2 separate regions of the Zea mays genome follow, and region 1 is linked to region 2. The links are chromatin contacts, called in public Hi-C maps. All regions are on one chromosome and are shown on one strand. The core of a region is the stretch at or near the end of the contact, and the rest is flanking DNA. Distances in the headings are between cores, read along the strand shown. Region 1 holds the start of LOC100285730 (NADP-dependent oxidoreductase P2). Region 2 holds the start of LOC100282075.

Region 1 (6,330 bases), core at 1,037-3,536, 210 kb after region 2:
ATGTGTTCTACATATTTTTAGTCTATATAACTAAATATGGTAGAGACTAAATTTTAGTTCCTAACTAAATTTTAGTCTCTAGACTAAAGAAACCAAACGTGCCCTAGGTCTGAAAGTACTTGCCAATCGACGAAGCGCGTTACGTATTTGTCCAAGTGGCACGCGTTGTCTGAAATAGCAAGATGACCACGAAGATGATCCTTGCGTTGGATAAAAAAAAAACAGCAGCGGCCAAGCCATATGCAGGCGTGCAGACATATACTATCATCTCGGATAAAAAAACAGATCAGAGGATTTGAATCATAGATTAGGGAGGCTGGATATGGCCGTAACGTGAATGAGCATAGCCGGCACGGAGAGAATATACAAATTGCAAGCGTGTGAGGGCTGGTGTGTCATGCGCATGAACGATGATGGCCTGCAGACTGCTGTTACACCTGCGTCTTATAACCGTAAACCATTTTCTCATGATTATACTGAAATTACTATATGATGCCAGCCTCTATCCTAGATCTGTCATGACCCTCTCAGTTTAGCCACACAAGGGCTTGTTCGGTTATTCTTTTTCTATATGGACTACATATAATTATAAAAATTATAAATTTTTTTGACTTGCTTAGAATTAAAATCTACTCAATCCTACCAACTTAGACTTTGTTCGGTTAATCCCGTTATCTATGGATTAGATGAGATTAGAAAAAATTAAGAAAAAAGTTTGACTTTCTTGGGATTTAAACCCACCCAATCCCACTCAATCCATGTGGATTGAGAGCTAACCGAACAAGCCCTTACTGGATTGAGACCAAAACGAACAAACTCTAAAGCCTTGTTCGTTTGTGCCGGATTGATAGGTCGGAACGATTCCTAACCGGATTCATTCTCTAATTTATATAAACTTTGATTAGTTAAAACGATTCCGGGTACCATCCGATACAAACGAACAAAGCTTAAGCCGGACATCTTTGCCGTGTAATTTTTTCAGCTTTGCACGGGGAGCGTACGGCCCCACCTGAACTCGCAGCTTGTGGTGAGGATGGAAGCCAAAAGAAGATCCAACGAACCAGAAATCGTGTGACATATCACATCAAATCTGCCGAGTGAAGTATAGCTTTACTGAAGTTAAAATATGGATTAGTGCATTAAACTAAGAAACTAAAACTATGGACTACTTTTTCATAGAATGTTCTATTTAGGGCCTGTTTGTTTAACCCATGGATTATATAATCTAGATTATTTTTGGAGGATTATATAATCTGGATTATATAATCTGGATTATATAATCTGGATTATATAATCTGAGTAGTCCCATTTGTTTATCCAGATTATTTGAGTTATTAATAGGATTCTTTTGTATGAGGAAGACAATAATGCCAATGGTGGGTTATAATGGCAATGGTGGGTAATTTCTAGGAAACTTGAAAGGGTAGTGGGGAAGTGGGAAAAAAATAATCTGAAATAAGCACCTCCTCACTTGCTTATGGATTATCATAATCCAAGAGGTTAAATTATATAATCTCGGCAAATAAGCTGGACTGTTTGTTTGACTCTTAGGATTATTTAATCTAAATTATATAATCTGAGGGGTAAACAAACAGGCCCTTACTCCCTTCCCTATTTTTACCTTAGAACCTTTTGGATTTATCTTTGTTTGGTTCTTTTATATCGGTTTCCCCACATCCGCGAGAACGCGGAAAGAGAAGGGTGCTGTGACTGCGAGTTCATATAAAAGAAGGGGGGCAAAACAGAGAAGAAAGACAAGAAAGAATAGGAAAAACCGAGGCCGAGAAAAAAACTCTAGTAGATACTCTAAAATAGAAGTAATAATATACCAATACAAGAATTAGGGACAAAAAATAGAAAATTAATATTCGCCGAGTGTACGACTTGGTCATTGATTTGTTCCTAGTGTTGTTACATATAATTTAATTACCTCCCCCACGACGAAGTCCGGGACGTAGCTGGGCCTCTCGTGCTTGGTCATACGGCCGCGCATGTAAGGGTCGCACGACACGTAGAGGTTCTTGAGCACCATGGCCGTCGACCCCGGCGGCACGGCCACGCGCGCGGTGCCTGTGACCACCTCCATGTCGTCCGCGCCGGGGAACCCCGTCACGTAGCGCTTCAGTACCACCCGCTTGTTCGCCACCTCCTGCCCCGCCATGGCTGTGCTGCTCTCCGCTCAATCTCAGTCCTGGTTTGCCTCTAGGCGACGGGTGGGTTTCGTTTCGGATTGGCAGACGCCTGGAGAGTGCGGGTGCTGCGTTGTGTGGGGGAGTCCAAGGCGAAGCCTTTTTCTGGCCTGTGGTCCGTGGAGGCTGAGGGTACAGACGGAGTACAGTAGATATCTTCCAACCACTAGCCAACAACGCGCGCCATGGTCCGTTGAGGCGTTAATTTCAGTGACTGGTGCTAGATCTAATGAAAGAAAGTGGTCTTTACTGCTAGTTACGTTAATTACTGATTAAAACAAGATATAACACATGAGTATCAAAAAAATTCTTGTCTATCTATCACAGATTTTATGCTCTAACTTCAACAGATTGTTTGACCAATTTAAAGATGTCAAACGCAAAAAACTCGATCACAACGTGAAAGTTGTAGGTCTATTTTTTCTCTTTCTTTTAGATAAATAGATTGCCTATTTTGGATAAAGAAAGTGGGAGATCAATGGTTTTTTGGCTTTTTGTGGGTTATGTGACGAAACAAAATGAATATAAAGGTAGGATTATACCTCACGAGCAACCTTAATCTTGATATCGCTTGATATAAGCAAGGCCTGATCTTTCGTGAGGTACGATAACTTGATTGAGTGGAGATCTCGATGTTGTTCATCCAATGCTCGGAGCGAACATATCATCGCAATCAATACACCACTATTCCGTTGGTTATCACCTGTGACACACGAATGACCTGGTCACGAAGGCTTATCCCTACAAGAACAATCAAGCACACAAGCAAGAACAGGAAGAACACAACCAAAAATTATGTTGATTACGAGTTGGGGTCTTACAAAACGATGAACGACGATATTGTTCGATGACAGATATGATCTAAGCAAAACCCAAACCTTAATATAGCGGCAACTGCTGATAAAATAGAGGTTAGGGGCGTGTGTGACCCCTGGTTGCACCCCTAATAGGCTACAACACGCTACATGGCCTAGCAGCCCAAGAGACAGTATCACACCACCAAAATAAAATATGAACTCTAACTTGTTTCGATGATTCCCTCTGACTTCGAATGAATTTTAAGTTGGTTCTAGTTGGGTTAGAAATTTTATCTCCTTATATTTCCATCCATATAAAGTCCAACTTAATCGGAGTTTAGATTCATCCTGAGTGTCCGTTTTAATGCAGACTGGTCATGGACTCCAAGGTGGAAATGAAGTTGAGTCGGACTTGGCTTTTTCTTATTGCGAACGTCATAGCTTCTCCTCCTTGACGTTTTAGCCTTTCCCAAGTCCTTGTTGGTCCTTTCCAAGGTTTCTAATCATAAAAACATCCATGGCACCAAGCGTAAGCTCTAAAACACAATTCACTAGGTTAGAATGAACCTGGAGATTTAGCTGTCGTGCACATGCTCGTGTTGTCGGTCCATGCATTGTTTGTATGGGAGTGATGAACTCATCATCCTCTTTCACACTTGGATTCAGGGGTCCAAACCCGGGCGCGAAATCACAAAGTGTGCTAGGATCAAATCTCACACATATGATGACTCATGGTACAGAAACAAATGTCACATCTTTAATCTATAACAGAGTTCTGTATAAAATAGTTAAATAATTACATCATACGAAAACAACGATCCAGCAATTATAGTTGACTGAGAGACGACGGCCTAGACCACTCACGTACTCATCACAGCATCCTTCATGCGCCTCCTCCTGTGGTACCTGTTCTTGACCTAGGGGATGTGAGTACAGCAAGGTTGAGCTCACATACGTTCATCGCTCAACAAGTTGTGGGGAATAATGTGCATGAACTCACCAAAGGTGAGAGCTCATGTGAAGTGTAAGGCTTACCAAAGGATATGGTTACAACTGAGCATTGCTTTTAGAGTTGGTCGAAATTTTATTAGCAGTTACTAAGTGTAAGTAGATACCAACCATATTAAATAAGAGATCGCAATTGATAATAACACCCGCCATGCAATGCATATGAGAGATTAAGTTTACTTCCATAAATTAATCATGTGAGTGTCCGAGTCGCTCATGACCGTGAGCACGACTGATATACCGGTTTTACACTCTATAGAGGTTGCACATATTTACCAACAAGTCATGTTACCCATTTGCCATGGGGTTGATCGGACCCCATACACCTCTACCGAGGAAGCGAGGCAGGGTAGCACTACAAGGCCTTTCCAAAGTTCTACTAGTTCGAGAAAATGCGCTACGGATTCAGAAAGAAGGAAGCATATGAATTCCTTTGTTTAAAAATCTTTATAGACAGTTCGACCCAAGGACTTCCCTATACTCTAGCAGCAATGCCTCCCCGCTTGGCCCTTCCGGGTAAGATAATCTCTCCCTAGCTTTTCTAATTACTTGGCCAAGGGCGTCCCATTCCACCCTTATGATAGCACTGTTTTCCCGGGTGGTTCTCCATGTTCCAATTAACAATATGATCTTATCATGAACAATAATTAAAATGACAACATAATTGTAACATGATCATAATAAAACATTAGTTTCCCAAAACCAAATAGAGCAATAGCAAATCTACCCAATAGTTCATCTATTTGTATGGTGGGGGAATAAACAATGCTAGGGAACCTATTAGGTCCCATCAAATTAAACTGAGCATATCACAGTGATTAACATGAACATTATTAGGTAAAGAAGAGTGATCAAGGACACAACTTGCCTTAGACTTGAGATCCCCAGGTACCCGCTTGCTCTTCAAGTGACTCGTAACCTCGCTACTATTCATAGCAATACAAACAAACATCGTATAGGCAAAATTAAGATCACACCAAACATAAGAACAAACTGCATAATAATGTTCTATGCATCGTAACTAGATCCTAGGTTTGAGAACCACTAAATTCGAAGTTACGGTTAACGAGTTATGATTTTCTGAAGATTTAGGTGTTAGATATAGAACAAATTAAGTGTATAATTCTAACCCATACTTCATAACAAAATAAGGTTGATAGAAGATAAACAATATTATTATGAATTTAATGCAACTAGAAAGGATCAATTTGGAGCTAATTAAAGAAGTTATGAATTTATTAAGGTCTAGGATTTATTTTCTATTTTAAAATCATTTTTCTGATTTGTTTTATTAACTTGAGAGATTGCATTTGGACTCCATGTATTAATTCAGAAAAGACCAGGGTTTGAATCATAAACTTTAGGGCCCTTCCGCAATTATTCTACATTTATTATGAACTTCAGGTTTATATCAAGAATTGCTAGGGACATTAGCAAAAAGGGCGGGCCAAAGGGGTATCGCGTTACTGCAACCGTCCGATCGAAAATGGACCACCTAGATCAAATCATTCCACACAATGAACCAGCGCCATCTACAGGTCGCTGGATGAAGATCCGAACGCCCAAACCTAATCAGTCAAAATGGTACCAGATATGTAATCCTGACCCTCAGATTTGAGATCAACGCTCCATATTACCCTATATCCAGATCTAATATGAACCCTACATCCTCGATCCAACGATCGGATATGGAGGCAAGCGATCTAGAAAGTGCGTCTAATCCTGGCCTTACCTCAGCCGATCAACGGCCATAAACCTTTTCCCCTCCCACACTGGCGCGCTAGACGACGGTGCAACCCAACCCCACGGCGGTGCAGTTCACCGGAGCGCGGTAATGTAGCGTCCTAGTGCGCCAAATCTATACTCGATTTGTCCAAACCTAGAACAGCTCCAGACGAATTCAAAGGACTACATACCGATGTTTGTTATCGCTGGCACAGACAACCCACGGCAATGGGCAGATCCGCGGCGAGGTTGCACGACCGACGAGAAATTCCTAGTGCTTTAGTGAGTCTCCCTTCGATTAACCCCCTTACACAGCTTCACCGGAGCTCGGACCACCACCGGATAACCTTTTTGGAGCCTGACTCCCGCAGCTGGCGAGTATCTGCGGTGGCGGGCACTTATATCCTCCACTTTCTCGTGATGGTGGACTATGCAATTTGGGCAGCGGATGTGGGCGCAGGCGAATGAGAAGAGGGGTCACGATGGTCGGGCTTTTATAGCCCAAGGAGCCGTGGTCCTGACTGGCATATTCCCCCATGATTCCTGGCGACGGGTTTGTCGGCGTCTGTTACATCGCGTGGCCGTTGACGCGAGGAAGATGGACCCGACAA
Region 2 (6,154 bases), core at 1,099-3,598:
GGGTAGCACCAATTAAAGAAAAGTTTGTCCAATACCGGTTAAGATGGTTTGACATATCCAACGTAGACCTCCAAAGAAACGAGTGTGTAGTGGGATCCTAAGGCGTGATACTAATGGAAAGAGAGGCAGGGGAAGGCCAAAGTTGACATGAAAAGAGGCAGTAGGGTGTTTGGTTCTTCTGATTAAAGTTTAGTCCGTGTCACATCAGATGTTTGAACACCAATTATGAGTATTAAATGTAGTCTAATTGCAAAACTAATTACATAGATGAAGAGTCAAAGACTAAACGACTAGACAAATTTATTAAGCTAATAAATCCATGATTAGCAAATGTTTACAGTAGCATCACATGATCAAATTTAGTCTTAGAAGTTCGATTGAACATGCTGACAAGGAATTCACTCAGACCAGAATGTTTGTGGTGCCAGAAGTGTTTTAATGTCTAAACAATTACCTAAAAAATATCGTAGAAGATGCATCAACAAAATATAATGAAAAGTAACAATATGACAAATCATGAGCAGTTGCAAAAGTACATTGCACAACCAAAAGATGGACAGCATGGCATCAACTAGTTAACTACTACTCCCTCCATCCCAAATTGTAAGTCAATTACATACATAGCTTATGATATGCACCTACATATAGACTATGTCTAATACATAATAAAAAAGTATGTATCTAGAGAAGACAAAACAAATTGCTATTTGAGGGAGTACCAACCATCTAAGAATATGGGCATACTTTTTTATCTAGCTCCTCCATACTATAACCCCTCTAATCACAAATAAGTCCATCCAAATTGGTCCTAAGCCAAACACTTCTAACTTTGGCTTGCAAGTAATGCTCATAATAAATACATTGAGGTCAATTTATATAAAATCTTCATATTGTTAGACAAACTTTATGACAAAACCGGATAATCATATATTTGTGATTAGATAAAGTACCCAGTTTTCCTGGAATATTACTTTTTCCATTCATAAAAAACAACATTCTGCAAATAGGCTCTAGGAATGACTCCCTCAATCGAAAGCATAAGTACAACAACAAATGGCTGGATTCTTAATTTTTTCAACCGCATGACAGTATCAAAGGAAACACATCGAAGACATGCCCTAAAGGGGATCATTAGCAAGCAAAACTATAATGTATGTTCAGAACATTTAGGTCAACACCCAAATGCAGATCTAACATTTTCACATAACTTGGACAGACTCAGTACTGCACTGTCTTAGGGCCTGTTTGGAAGCACCCAGTTTTTAAAAATCTAGTTTATAAAAACATGTGGTTCCAAACATATCAGTTTATGGCCCAGTTTATAGAAACTGGATTCTCGGTTTTTTAAAAAACAAGAAGCTAGCATTTCCTAGCTAAAACTAGTTTATGAAAAACTGAGATTGTTCCAAACATCATTAGACAGCTTTTTTCATAAACCAGATTCTAGAAACCGGAGACAGAAACTGGATTCTTATAAACTAGGTTGCTTCCAAACATGACCTTAGTTATTAGTTATACTGTGTTGGTTCCAACAGATAAAATTGAAGTATTGACCAATACAACTTCAAAATTTCTTCACATACGCTCAAAAACAAGCATAAACCAGCTGGGTCTGAACATATATGAAAACTAATTTAATAACAGATTCCCGACATATGATTCCAAATCGGCTTGGTTTGAACATATGAAACCGGAAAAACAACACCTACCTGCTTGGTGATCTTGTGCACCACCTCGTCGTCGAGCCCATCCACCACCGGCTCCGTCTTCACCGCGGCGGGCGGGAGCATCTCCGCTTCCAGCTCCGGCGCCTGTTGCTCCTTGGCAGCAAATCCGCTGCGTTCACCGATAGGCGCATAGTACTCGAACGGCCGGGGCTGCGGCGCGGAGAAGAAGCCCCCACGCGGCGGCGGGGGAGGCGCGGCGAACATGCGGATCACCTGCGGCGGAGGCGGCAGCACAACCGCCGGCGCCGGTGGCGGCGGCCCCCGCGGCACGAACTCCGGCGCCTGCGCGTTGAGGCGACTGGAAGAGCCGGTCCTCGGCAAGCCCACGGGCCGCTCGGAAGCCGGCTCCTTAGCGAACCAGCCGGCGGCGATCTGATCAGTGGACCCCTCCATCTGCGGCATCTAGGCTGGGACTTGGGTACACGAACGGAGCCGGAGCGACAAGATAACGGCCGCTACCGCTGCTAGCTCTCGTTGTAGGCGCGCGCGGATGGAAGCTCCCTAGCAGCAGCGGCGGCGGTGAGGGGTACAAGGGCTTCGGTAGTGGCGGAGAAGGGGAGTTCTCAAAAGGGTAGGGTTCCGACGAGATCGGATATTTATAGTACTGACCCTCACAGGTTTCGGGGCTTGGGGCTTGCATGTAAGAGCATCTGCCGCAATGTGTCTATAAAAATAGTCTAAAATATTATATATATATATATATATATATTATAAGATTTAGATTACCAATAAAAAATTAAGCTATAACAATATATCTCTAAATATTTACTACTACTTATTTAGGCAAGTAGTAGTCTATAATTCAATGTTTTGTCATTTTTATTCTTATTTCATGTTCTTCCATTCCTGTCGCGTGTAGGCGGAAAGCGCTCCTCACACCGCAGGGGCGCCTCCCTCTCTCGCACTCTCCCTCAACTGCCCTGCCCCTCTCTCATCTCTCCATGAGATCCAGCCCCTCCCCGAGATCCTGCCCCACCCCTCCGCCGTAGCGGGTCCATGGCCCTCCGCGTTTGGAGTCGCTGGAGAAGTTGTCGCGGCCGTAGCAGTCGACGAGGGCGGCGCCAATCTTATCTGTGGATCGGATCGCTCGTTCATCGGAGAAGGCATGTCCCAGACACGGGCGGAGAAGAGTGAGCGAGATGCCGATCAAGATGCCTCGGGGTTTGTCGTTCACTATGGACACGTGGACCCCAGCTTTGGCGTTGAAGCACCACCAGACCACCTCGTCGGCATCACCACGACCTAGATTAGTTGTTTGGGTCGGCGACCGATGCTGTGGGAGCAGGACAAGGGGAGCGACTCATCCTCCGTCTCCCCCTCGCCACCGCGCCAGGCATGCTACTTCGGCTTCTCCCCTATGAAGCCACTGCATAGGGTGTTGTCGACCAAGGGCAAGAAGGAGGTCCACCAAATACAAATGCTCTTGACACAATGAATAATGCTACACCCATCTAGCATTTGTACAGAAAACACACTGCTCGTGGTTAGTGGTCACCTCTAACGGCTGTCGACCTGCCTATGTGATATTGATAGATATTTCTGCAACTGCTGCTTGTTCGTAGTACTAATGAACTTCCTCACGGGCCCAACAGACTTCAAAGTAATGTTTTAGATTGATGGTGCTCTCGATGCACGTGATGTTCGTTGGCGCTTTCTTCATCCTAGATCCGACCCTCGACTAGCAAATCCACGAGGAGCCGTGGTACGACTCTCTCTCTCTCTCTCTCTCTCTCTCTCTCTCTTTGATTTTTTTTCTAAATTTGGTCGTGTACCTCTACTTGATGCGAAGAAGCGTGTTGTAGACCTTTCTTTTGGGCTCTATGTTGCCTGTTGTCGAGTAGTATGTTTTTATCTGTCTTATTGCTCTTTAATTGTTTGTCTAATTTGTTTGCGGAAGAGCCTTTTGGGCTGCTTGCAATTGTTTCTTCATTTAATTGTTGATATAATTGAATGGATCAATTTATGGCAATATTGAAGGGTAGGACATGTCATTCAGAGATCATGTCTATCAAATAGTTATACATTGTCATAGTCCTCGGGCAAGTGTGCATAGTGTCAATTATTCTAAAATTACCTGACCTATAGTTGCACCTTTGTGTGTATTTTGGACCGGGAGGCCATGTGCATGTGTGTCTATGTTCTGTATTTCACATGATGCCCAATGTTGTTGCCGATGAAGAGGGGGTTGGTGCTGCTGTTTTGATTGGGTCATGTTCTCCAGTTAGCGGTATGTATCGCTTAAAAGCATTTCATCACCAAACTTTTTTTGCACTGCTTGGATAAAGAGTGAATATCTTATCCATGGATTTTTCCTACGATCATAAGATATTAGCTATTGTGGGACGTTCATTTACAGTCTAACAATTATAGTTGAATGGAACACTTTAGGTTAATGCTAGAGTCGGTCAGGGATCTTACTTTATTCTTGTTTTCTATATATTCAAACTAAATTACGCTTTTTGCAACCTGTGACAAAGATTTTGACTAACTTTACTTTTTTACCTTTGCGTAGCTAGAAGAGGAAAAATAGAAATTTGTACCACTAGATAATTATGTGATCAGGAGGAATATAGAAGGCGTTGAGCATATTTGCCCACATATCTCCATAATAACAATTTATTCTCCATGTTGCTTCCAACTTAATGCAGAAAAGTAAAATAAACCTTGTTGATTGGACAACTAGAGTACAACCAGTCTCAAATTCCAACTCTGATTGGACATTGGAGGCTATGTTAGGATTGGAGGTAAACAATTTTTATCTGAATAGGATTGTACCATATTTGAATGTTATATTAGGCAATAAGCTGTGATTTTGGTGTGTAGTACATCACTTCACTAGGAACTCCACATCTCAGAATACATATAGGGCCCGTTTGTTTCCCTTCATTTTAAGGAATTAGAATTTAACTAATGCAATAGGCTATTTTTTAGAATGTGATATTCCACAACTTTCCAAAGTGTATATATAAGCCTATCTCAAATTTATGGGGTGAGAGATGGAAATTAATTCTATAGATTTACATGTTACTTGTTTCTCTATAACATAAATGTAGCGTATAACTATCTATCTAATATGATTTAGGATAACATAAAAATGCATTACATGAATAAATAAATAAATATAGTAACTCAATTAGTTTTGTCTAAATTATAATTATTTAAAATAGAATTCATTTCCAACGAAACAAACGGGCCCTAGTGTTTGAGAGTATATTTGAAATAGTTAGGTAAGGCAGTCGAAACCTAACGATGGTTTCATGATTAGTTGGATGCAGTCAATTTAGGGGAGACTGATTAGGGGCAACTATGAAAATTTGGTGGACATATACATGGTGTCCTGAACTAGCAACTGCCATAGTTGTTTTGTTGTTTCATACTCAATAAAGGAAAACTTGTATTTTCATGAGGTTCTTCCTACTTCTCTCATACTGAAGTATGTTATTTTCATTGTAGCAGCACAAGCTCTTATGACAGCGACCGTGAGGTATCTGGTAGATCACAGAAACATAAGAAGAGTAGCAGATCAAGAAAGGTACTGATCCAGTGATTTGTGCCAGATGTTTTCTTTTAGGTTTTTATGTGCAGCCGTGCAGGCAACTATTATGTCTTTGGACTCATTTCGTTCCCTTATGTGACAGTCTAGAGAGAGGGAGCGGAGCGAAGATAGACATCATAAACGAGACAAGAGTAAACACGAAGAGGTAAATTTCCTATTCGTAATTGTAGTCTTTCTTTGTTCTTTAATGTAGATTATGTCACCTTTTAGTTAGTTTTTGGATAAATACTTGATGATCAACAATAGTTACCAGTAAATCATACAACTTTCTAAATTGTCCCTATGCTCTACAGGTTCTGAAGGTTTTGTCATACCCTATAAACATCACAATGGTGCAGTTTGCTATTGGAAGTGTCATTGCTTTGTTCATGTGAATCACTGGTATATATCCTTAAAAGGCCAAAGATTTCTGGTGCCCAGGTGAATATTTAGTTTTGTTGGGCAAACTTTTAGTATAAACATAGTGCATCAAAATTAATGTTAGTGTTGTTCTTGTTTCTCAGCCTTTTGATATCCTTCTCTAGCTATTGTCCATACCATGCACAATCTTTTCACAAACATTAGCGTTGGAAACATTGTAGTGTCATTTGTACATACTGTAAAGACCATGAAACCTTTCTTCTCCGCTCTTCTTTCAATAATATTCCTTGGTGAGGTAAGTTTTTGTTCAGCTCTGAAACCTAATAGTAACTACATAACTCTTTGCAATATTATTAAAGCACTCTTGCTTAGTGCACTCGAGCTTGGACGAGCACATCTCTAGATGGTTCGGGGCTTTGAGCTAGACCAGTCCAAGCACCAGTGGGCGCTCAACCACTATTATGAGAGAACTGGACAGGTTATCCCCCACGTTAATTTATTGTTCTTTTGT

The links. A called contact is a pair of places that touch in the nucleus more often than the background predicts.
Region 1: a Hi-C map of leaf shows a contact between it and region 2, with 4 times the contacts expected there. The contact joins the promoter of LOC100285730 here to the promoter of LOC100282075 in region 2. A contact is called at or near these places in 3 of 25 Hi-C or Micro-C datasets (ear, leaf and tassel).

What each region holds. Positions count from the first base shown.
Region 1 is chr10:34,334,205-34,340,534 of Zm-B73-REFERENCE-NAM-5.0, forward strand. LOC100285730 (NADP-dependent oxidoreductase P2) reads right to left here and starts at 2,287. Exons shown (of 5, transcript NM_001158621.2): 1 at 1,931-2,287. The coding sequence starts at 2,161.
Region 2 is chr10:34,122,196-34,128,349 of Zm-B73-REFERENCE-NAM-5.0, forward strand. It overlaps LOC100282075, which reads right to left and starts at 2,349. Exons shown (of 10, transcript NM_001154988.2): 1 at 1,710-2,349. The coding sequence starts at 2,129.